Regions from separate parts of the Cydia pomonella genome. Here region 2 is linked to region 1. The links are chromatin contacts, called in public Hi-C maps. All regions are on one chromosome and are shown on one strand. Each heading gives the region's core, a stretch centred on a gene start, on an enhancer-like site or on the middle of the called end of the contact. The rest is flanking DNA. Distances are from core to core; before and after follow the strand shown. Region 1 holds the start of LOC133531486 (thioredoxin-related transmembrane protein 2 homolog). Region 2 holds the start of LOC133531759 (GDNF-inducible zinc finger protein 1-like).

Region 1 (4,834 bases), core at 699-3,198:
GGTCAGTAGGTAAATTGAAGAAAATTTAAAGTTTGATAATCACTGCTGTTTTTAAATAGGTAAAGATCTGATTGTTTCTGGTCCGATCTTTACCTGGAAGGGTCAAGATCGGATATCGGTTTACAGCAGTGCTAGGTCTGTTAACACAATTACAAAAACAAACACAGTTTCATCACAACACGCAAAATAAATTACAGAGCGAAGATCGGATAGAAGGAAGAATTCGCGAAATTTACCTTGCTCTCTGTGATTGCACATAGCACAAGCCCGACTCCCTGAGCGACGCGGGGACACTGACAGTCGAGGCGCAATGAAATGGCGTCTTACACAATGTTGCCAACATTAAAAAATAAAGCCAAATTAGGGGGAAATGAATGTCCTACGTTCTTCACCCGCATCCGGTATTTACCCAACATACCTTAATCGTTGAACCGCCGCATTTCAAAATGGCCCTTATTTTGATATCGGCTAGCCGTAATGTAATACGGCGGATTATACAATACGACTGCGATACTTATATATAAATCCCCTCGTCAATGTAATTTCATTAAATTTGCTATCTAGTGGCAAACATCAAAGTAGTTATCTTTTACTTGTGACGCACAAGTGTGAGCAATGTAAAATACTATATTTCTAAAAAAAATTGCCTACTACGTAATAAAAGAAAATGTGATTATTAAATAATAATACGAAAGGTGGTCAAATCGCAAATAGCTGTCGTTTTATTTAAAACAATGAAATAATTAGACCAGTTCCGAAAGTACCGAGAAATCCCGGTTCTTTAAAACAGTACCGGTTCTGCAATCCCTAATAAGGATGTTATGCCCATCACTATTCCTTCTGTGTACGTATATTTAGAAACTGTCTCCGCCTCCAATTCGTGCGATAAGGACAACTGCAGCTCGGACCGAAATTCACTCGCAAAAAACTCAAAAATCGAGGTTTCGCTCTCGACTGTTTCCTCCTCCAAAACGCAACTAATCATTATGAAATTTTGGAAATTGCAAGAGGAAGAAATAATCTATGCCGCTATGTTTTGATTTTTTGGATATTTTTTGTCATATTTGTATACTGTGCCTTTTTTTACAGCCAATTCCATTTAGCCGTTTTTGCGATTTTCGAGGCGCTGTATCTTTCTTCAAAATAAAATAATCCAAAAAAGCAAAACATAGCGGCACAGATATTGATGATATTGATCTTATTTGAAAAAATCACTGCTCTAGGTTAAAAATCCAGGGAGGAATCAGTCGAGAGCGTTTGTATGGAAAAATCGCAACTAGGAATTCCTCTTAATAGATCTACACGGTCACCGGGAACATTTTGTAGGAAAGCCGATCGGCTTCCCGAAAGTGCCTGGCGACCGTGTAGATGTAATAAGCGCCTTAATCGCATACCATTTGTTGCTAACTGTGTAGAAGTCTTTAATATTAATTGTTATTTAAACAAACTACCTAAATATATAATAACCAAAAATTCCAGAAATTATTTACCTGACAGTGCGGAAAGATTATCAACCCTTTGTTGTTTAGTTATCATTATCATTGTGACATGTTATGACACGTTTATGACACGTGAAACAAGTGGTTTAGGCAAAGAGTAAAGTAAGTAATATAATATCAGCTGGGATTTTAAGTTTTTATTTGTGGCCAGGGCTATAACTGCGAAAATCGAAGTTCGCAAATTTCGGTTATCTTTCTTTGTCACCCTAATTACGTCTTAATTGGAGTAAAAGAGAAACGCCACAATTTGCGAATTTTGGTGTTCGAGGTAAGCTCGCTAAAATCGCTGAATAGCACGGATTGTAAAAGATGGCTACTTGCTACTCGCCACTAGATGGCGTTATAACCATTGTAACAAAACAATCTTCTTTAACTGTACCTCGAACAGCTTCATCGATTGAAAAAAAAAAAAAAAGTCAAACCAAAGTAAAGTGTCAAAGTGACTTGTACTGTACAAATGTACATCGCTCCGCTCGGATGAACAGGCTACGTCCCAAATTTTTTCCAAATTAAACTAAAAATCATGTCTTTCAAGCAAGATTTGCGTCAATTACTAAAGCCCTATTACTGGGTCAACATATTACTAAGCATTTCATACGTTACGGCTAAAAGGACGGGTGTGATTTGCAATTTTCTGTTCCCTGATGTAGATTGCGAGTTAGACAGTCGAGAAACGGAAATTCTATTTTTCCTAATTATCGTAGTGATGTTGCGGACGAGGAAGGCGGGGAGTGTGACGATGGTTAACTATTTGTCGTCTTCGTTCGTGTATACGAAGATCGCTAACCTAATTTTGTGGTTGTATGCGGATGTCAGGTATGTACTGGTTCGAGATTTTATTATTTGATTTACCACTATAAAGGACTTTCACGTATTAATGCATCGCTATTATTGCCATAAATTATTTACTTATAAAAAATTATCAAGTTGATTAATAAGGATCTTTCATACAATAAAAGTTACACTCATTTTAAAATGACGTGCTTTAATGGTCCTGCCGGATTTAGATGGGAATAGGCAATTATTCCCTTCTGTACCCGCCTTTTGTATGGCGGTGGTCACGTTGGATGGGAATACACCATTTTAATTACAGTTTTGTATGCAAAACTAATACTCACTCTAATTTCTTAGACAGACATAGATATACTTGAAAGATATAACAACCGCAGTCGCCTTTAAGAGCTTACCCCTCTGTCGTAAAACCATGGCCAATGGTCACATGTATAGTAGGGACTGATGTTTATCGGACATAGCTAGTTGTATGTTACGTACAAAAACAGAATAAATAATAGTACTACCATACAGAAATGACACTTTCTAAAAAAACCAAAGTTTGACAGCGATTCAGGGACGAATTACGCTGTCCCTTTCTAATGTATGGCACTATCCCTTTCGGTCATTTAGGGGTGTCTTCTATCTTATCTGTGGTTGTGCAATATAGGGACTTCAAGTTGCCAAGTGCCAACCCTAATAATTGTACGGAGCAATGCAGACCTAAACAGAGCCGGGAAGAGCTGAAAGGATACATGTGTAGCGCTGGGCCCTCGCAAAAATCTGCAGACTGTACAGAAAATTGCAGACAAAGTGTCTCCAGTCGTTAAATCCTTCCTCCTCCTCGTTAAATTTCATTTTATATAAAAATACTGTTTTTGAAATGATTGCATGGCAGCTTGGTTTGTGTTACTTTTTAATAGGATACACTTGTCACATAGTGCTAAATTTTACAGCCTTGTCATATTAACAACTAGCTCTCTAATGATCTCTGACGGTAACAAATATAATGACTTAAGATGTGGACTATTGTTAATTAAATTAGACAAGCTCCGCTGAATTTCACCTTCCCTTACAAACTGAGTTTCATTCTCATTTTAAAACTATCTATTGGATTGTAATGAAACTTTGCACATACAAGCACATGAGGTATATCTAGTCCTGTAATTAGTTTACGTAGCTCCAGCGTATAAAACAAAATTAATAGAGCAAAAACAAGTTTTGTATGAAAGACGTAAGTTCGCTGTATTTTTTTAACTATAGTATCTGAAGCTACATAAATTAATTACAGGACCAGATATGACGATAAACGTAACCCTATTACTAAGACTCTGCTGTCCGTCTTTCTGTCCATCTGACACCAGGCTGTATCTCATGAACCGTGCTAAAATTTTCACAGATTATGTATTTCTGTTGCCGCTACAAATACTAAAAAGTAAGGAACCCTCGGTGGGCGAGTTCGACTCGCATTTGTCCGGTTTTCCATTATATATGACATTTATTTCGGTCACAAAAACCATTATTCTCTTCTGGTCTTCTTTTCTGTGCCAACCCAAATTTTATTGAGCTTATATTTATTTATTTAAAATTGGAATCAGGTCAAAATTACTAACATAAAAATGTTAGGTCTCCTCACCTCTCTAGGATAAAGGTGACATTGCTTTCCCATTTCAGATATGGCCTACCATTCGGCGCTCTGCTCATCCTGACTGCCCTCCTCCTCCCCGAGCCCACCTACACGGGCCCGGAGCACATCATCTACTTCCGCGGCGTGGGCACGCTGGACGAGGAGCTCCGCCACAAGGGCACCACGTGGCTGGTGTGTCTGTACGCGGCGTGGCACCCGGCCTGCGTCAACTTTGCTCCGGTATTCGCTGAGTTGTCGGCGAGCTACAGTTTGGACAATTTGAAGTTCGGAAAGATGGATATTGGCAGGTAAGATCAAGGATCGGAAACCGGTTAAATTTCCAAACTGTTATCATGTGCGTGGCTCAAAACCTTTTAACTTCGGTTTCGCTCGAAAAACCCTTATTTTAAAACCGGTTTTTATAAGAACAGTTCTTCTCAAATTAACCGGTTTAGAACAATAAAAACCGGTTTCTTCCTATCTCGGTGCTATGTTTACGTGGCACATCACCAGGCCGGCCGGCCGTTTCGTCGCTCGTCGAATAAACCGGTTTTTTAGGTTACAATAAAGTTATTAAAACGTTAGCGTTCTTACAAAAGTTCAGAGGAAAACTGAAATAAACCGGTATTTACCGGTATTTTATAAACTAGAGCTATGGGTAAGATCTTATCTTATTAATGTAATGAACGTAATTTAGCGAAAAGGGCAGTCCAATACGCAAAAATCTGTCTATTCAATGCTAACTTTTTCGTAGCGCTATATACGCTCCTGGCCGATAACCTACAAAAATCCCCTCTTGGGCTCCCCATCCCCAACCAATATGTATAGCTACTGTTTAACCGCGAGGATCGTGCTGTGAGAAGAGCATGTGTGGGGCACCCTGGTGGAAAACGTCCGTCTGGCTGGTCCGCCCCAGATACCGCTAGAGTGACGAAGC
Region 2 (4,834 bases), core at 1,569-4,068, 220 kb before region 1:
TTTCAAAGAAATGCTTCTTTCGAAACCCATGCGCAAATGCACGCCGTACGCACCTGTAGAACGTGCGGGGTACAGTTCACCAACAGAGCTTGCTATAGGGAACATAGATCTAAATGTGAACCGGACGCGAAACCTGATAGAGACACCGTACCGAGAAACAGGCGCTCGAACATTCGCGACCCAGCTCAATTTACCTGTGATTATTGCAAGAAAACTTACACGTCCCGTCCACAATTGAAGAATCATATACTATGGATACACATGGACGTGCGTCCCCACCAATGTCAATGGTGTGGAAAGCGTTTTTACACTCCAGCGCGATTAGCTGAGCATAGTGTTGTGCATACTAGGGAGCGTAACTTCGCCTGTGATATCTGCGGGGCGAAATTAGTTTCCAAAATGGCTGCCGTGTACCATAGACGCCGTCACACAGGTGAAAAACCTTATCGCTGCGAAGACTGCGGCGATTGTTTCATTTCTGCTTCTAGACGCTCTGAACATGCGAAAAGAAAGCACGGGAAAGGTCCAAGACTACATTGTACTCGATGTCCTTCAAGTTTCGTTCGGATACATGAGTTAAGGAGGCATATTGAGAAAGCACATAGCCACGTTGTTCCTGTGTATGCGTTTCCAAAAACCGAACCTACAGAGAGTTAATAGAATAGTATCATCATTCATCATTTGGTTCAGTGCTCATATTTAAAAACTAAATCTTCACAGACTCGAGCCTATAAACGTAATTATTTATTTAGTGGTCATATAATGTAAATTTTTTATTGTTTTCAATTAAAGCTCAAGTGACATCCCTGGCGTTCTAAACAAGCATACTATAATCAATTAAAAATCACATTTAAATTAATGATTCTAAACCTCATTTTTACACAAATATGTCTGAATCAAAAACTACTTTTTCAAACTGCTGTCAGTTTACACGTATACTGGTTACCAGGGGCCATTTCTCGAACGCCATTAGTCTAATATTATTAGTGCGTTGCCATGGTAACCCACATGAATTGACAGTTCGTGGACTAATATTATTATATTAGTCTAATACCCTTCGAGAAATGGGCCCCAGTTGTTCGATGCTCAGACGAAACTGATAAATAAATATAATAAAATAGTTAAATCTCAATTTATAGCTCCATTTCGCTCCTACTGACTATGAACTCATAATAATATGGGGATATTTAACTAAGTTTTATTTGTAGAACTGCCAAGTTGTTTATTGTAAAACTCCTTTTATAAAGGACCTTTTGTGTTGCCAGAATAATAAAATATGTTTTCAATTTGATTTCTTTATACTTTTATTACTTTACCTATCGATATCGGCACTAGAGTTGAGATCGTGCATATGTCGGCGGCCTATCGTAAGTTCAGGCAGAAATTCCTAAAAATATTGTGAAAAGTGAAGTGTCTGGTTGCTGGAGTCGCCGGGCCCGCGGGGACTGTCCAGAAAATGTGGTGATAACTTAGTACCGTGAGGTACATTTTTTTTAAAGGAGGTACTAAATAGTACAAATTAGGTACAAAAATATTATTATTTAGTTTTAGACAGGCAGCTGACGCTGGTACGTAGCGTACGCTGATCTTTTAGTAGTGGAAAATAAAATGGAGTAAAATGTGGAAAAAAAACTATTTCCCGCTCCTTATCTCCGATGTTTACTCAAGAAAAATCATAAATTTTTTACATAATATTAACATTACTATAAATTTTGCACGAAAAATATAATCAGACCTCTATCTTGGTAACTTTTTATTTAATTAACAAAAAACTTTTCTCAATTCAGTTTGCAATTTAACCAACAATAATTGTGTTTTACACTGGAAATTGCTATGAGATTACATTAAAGACACCTTTTATCAAATAAAAGTACAATTTTTGAAAGCGGTTCATATGATAGAGAATTATCCTCCAAAAACTAACATGCATTACAACGCGCAAATTTGTTAGACAATTAGCCGATAGATGGCGCTGCACATAAGTATACTTAGTATAGGTACTTCTTTATAGTTATATGAGTTAATTCAAGGTTTGTACGGAACCCGAGTCAAGTAAGAGTAAAACAAACTGGCACTTGACCAGTTTTTTTAACTGTGTTTGATTCTCAATGTATGTATTTGTCTCTACCGCATAAGCATTTTGGCATCCTTAGCTGTAAGTTTCTGCATGTGACTGAAATAAAGAAATATGTAAAATCCAAATGTACCTACAAAACCTAGCAGTCAACCAATTTGATTCCTAGGCCACTATAGAACCATGCCATAATGACTTCTACGACAGTGCTTATTGAATGATGCGTGTCAAGTATCTAGTAGTTAAAACGACAAGGTTCTATAGTGGCCTAGGATTCTAATTGGTTGACTGTACCTACATAGTATAAGTAAGCCGAGCCCGAACCTGCGCTGATAAGATGCATTAAGCAGCGTTTAAAAGAATGCCGCACTTTTCTAATGGTGTGGCCCGACATGCAGGGACTCGCGGAGTGCCGAGCCGCTTATGAAACAAGAAAGAAATATTTTTTCTTAAACGTATAAAATATGCGGCTCGGGGCTCGGCGAATAACCGCATGTTTGGCCAGTAGTAGTAGTAGCCTTAGTCAATTCTAGAAAAATTTCGGCTCCTTTAACCACGGAAGCATTAAGAAGAGGACGAAGACTGGAGGAGCACCCCAAACACCAAGCAATGGAAGGAAAACTAAACTTTAGTTTAAAGCACAAAACTTGCTACTCGCCGCAAGATGGCGCTATATTATTAAAACAAATTTTATCGATTTTAAAAGTAGCCCGAACAGCTTTAGATTTCATTAATGAAAAAAAAAGAAAATGTCAATAAAATAATGGCTGACAAAGTTGTTTATACTGCGGTTTGTGGGCTAAAAACTTGAACATTATTGCAATATCAAATAAAACTATCAGAATTTCGTTCACAAACAATTCTCTATGAATAAATTATATATATCGACGTGTTTAAAACGCGGCTTCTATTGTAAATCTAGTCGTAAAACTTAAAAAATGTTGGCCTTGTTGATGTTAAATAGAATGAGCATGAAGCGACGTAGTTTACGTGCTAAAGAGACTGCATTTAAAGCCGAAAAGAAGCCGGACACGCAGTCCATGTACTGCCGGACCTGCCTGAGCGCTGAGGAGCTCGTGGCTATTTTCTACAGCCCTGGAATAGAGAAGAAACGTACTGAGGAATTGAGACTCGTCACAGGTTTAGAGGTATTGTTTTACTCATATTATTACTTAAATCATCGAGTCCAAGCTCTTTGAAATGTTCCAAACTTCAAAGTCTCAGGCATTTTTAATTTTGCATATATTTTCCCATTTTCCATATATCCGTGGGACCTAGCCTCGTACACACAACACACATACACAATCACACATTCAATTTAGACATTGGACTCTTATATCTTCTTTCTTTTCATCCTGTTACCCCCTGCTGGGGTGTAGGGCTCGAACCATTTTCTTCCACTGACTCCGGTCCTGGGCAGCTTGGGTAACCTCCTCCCACGTTTGCTGGCTTATTTTAACAGTTTATACTTAATTAACTAATACTTAATGTTAATGTTCTTCCTGCAAGAACCCCTGATAGGTGAAGGCCTCCTCCAAAGACAACCATTCTGTTCTTGATTGAGCTGTTTGTAGCCAGTTTTGGCCTGATATTTTCCTTATCTCATCTTCCCATCTTGCGTAGGGTCTGGCCTGCTTTCTTTTTCCTAGAGGGCAATTCCAGGTTGTTACAATTTTGGTCCATCTATTGATTTGAAAGTGTGACACTTGGCCTGCCCACTTCCATTTTAAAGTTAAAGCTTGGATTAAAGCGTCTTTTGCTTTTATAATATTTCTTATTTTTGTATGTCGAATTTTTTGAAATCTTATTTTTGATATAAAATTAATATTGTCGTCAATGTACCGTTTAATTTATTGCTCCTCGGATCCCTTTGTTTGACATAATTATTGAAAGTCATAATGTAATGATAGTCATATTATCATTAGTCATAACTCTGAAACCGTTAACTTTTCAGGAATTTCCTTAGATTATCCTATAGATAGGTTAGGTTAGGTTAGGTTTGTTTTATGGCAATCCTGAAAAGTTACGCGTTTCTGAGAAAAACCAAATTATGACTAACGAAAATGCGGACAAACAATACATTATGACTTAAAACTTTATGGGAAACAATAGAGACCCATTGCTCCTGCTATAGGCAACACCTACACCGTATACTATAGAATGTATTATTATAAGTTTATAACTATATATGACTGTTTACATATTTGTTTAATTTCATATATATTGTAGTGTAAATTATAGGTTTACCTATCTTTTAGGAAATTAAATATTAAATTTTTATGCTGTTTAGTACAATTTTGATGTCTACTGTTCTCGCAACTCTTCCTCAATTGCTCAAAGGTTTCACTCGAAGAGAACCCTGAAAGGGATTAGTTCGCTTTTGTACAAATGATATGTTTTTTCCTGTTTTATGTTTCTTTTTGTACAATAAAGTGTTTTACTACTACTAGTAAAACAACAACAACATATTGTGATCCTGATAAGCATTTTGAAATAACAATATTTCTCTTTCAGATAATGCAAGATGATGGCCTCTCACAAAAGATGTGCACAAGCTGTATAGAGAAAATGAACAATGCGTTACAATTCCGAAAACAGAGCAGGAAGGCTGAGAAGTCCCTCCTTAACATGTCCCTAGGTCTCAAACCGAAGAAAAAATCTATATCAAAAGCAACGCGGAAAACTGTGAAAATAAAAAGCCCAAAAGTACAAAAGATCAAGCAAAAAATCGAAAAAGAGGAATTAGACTTTGATTGTTCA

The links. Hi-C and Micro-C count contacts between places; a contact is called where the count stands out from the background.
Region 2: a contact with region 1 is called in a Hi-C map of whole body, with 6 times the contacts expected there. The contact joins the promoter of LOC133531759 here to the promoter of LOC133531486 in region 1. A contact is called at or near these places in 2 of 2 Hi-C or Micro-C datasets (both in whole body).

What each region holds. Positions count from the first base shown.
Region 1 is chr25:577,062-581,895 of ilCydPomo1, reverse strand. It overlaps LOC133531486 (thioredoxin-related transmembrane protein 2 homolog), which reads left to right and starts at 1,948. Exons shown (of 4, transcript XM_061869734.1): 1 at 1,948-2,315; 2 at 3,945-4,205. The coding sequence starts at 2,023.
Region 2 is chr25:800,922-805,755 of ilCydPomo1, reverse strand. It overlaps LOC133531759 (GDNF-inducible zinc finger protein 1-like), which reads left to right and starts at 2,818. Exons shown (of 8, transcript XM_061870146.1): 1 at 2,818-3,222; 2 at 4,589-4,834. The coding sequence starts at 3,013. LOC133531705 (gastrula zinc finger protein XlCGF26.1-like) reads left to right here. Exons shown (of 2, transcript XM_061870075.1): 2 at 1-1,289. The coding sequence ends at 657.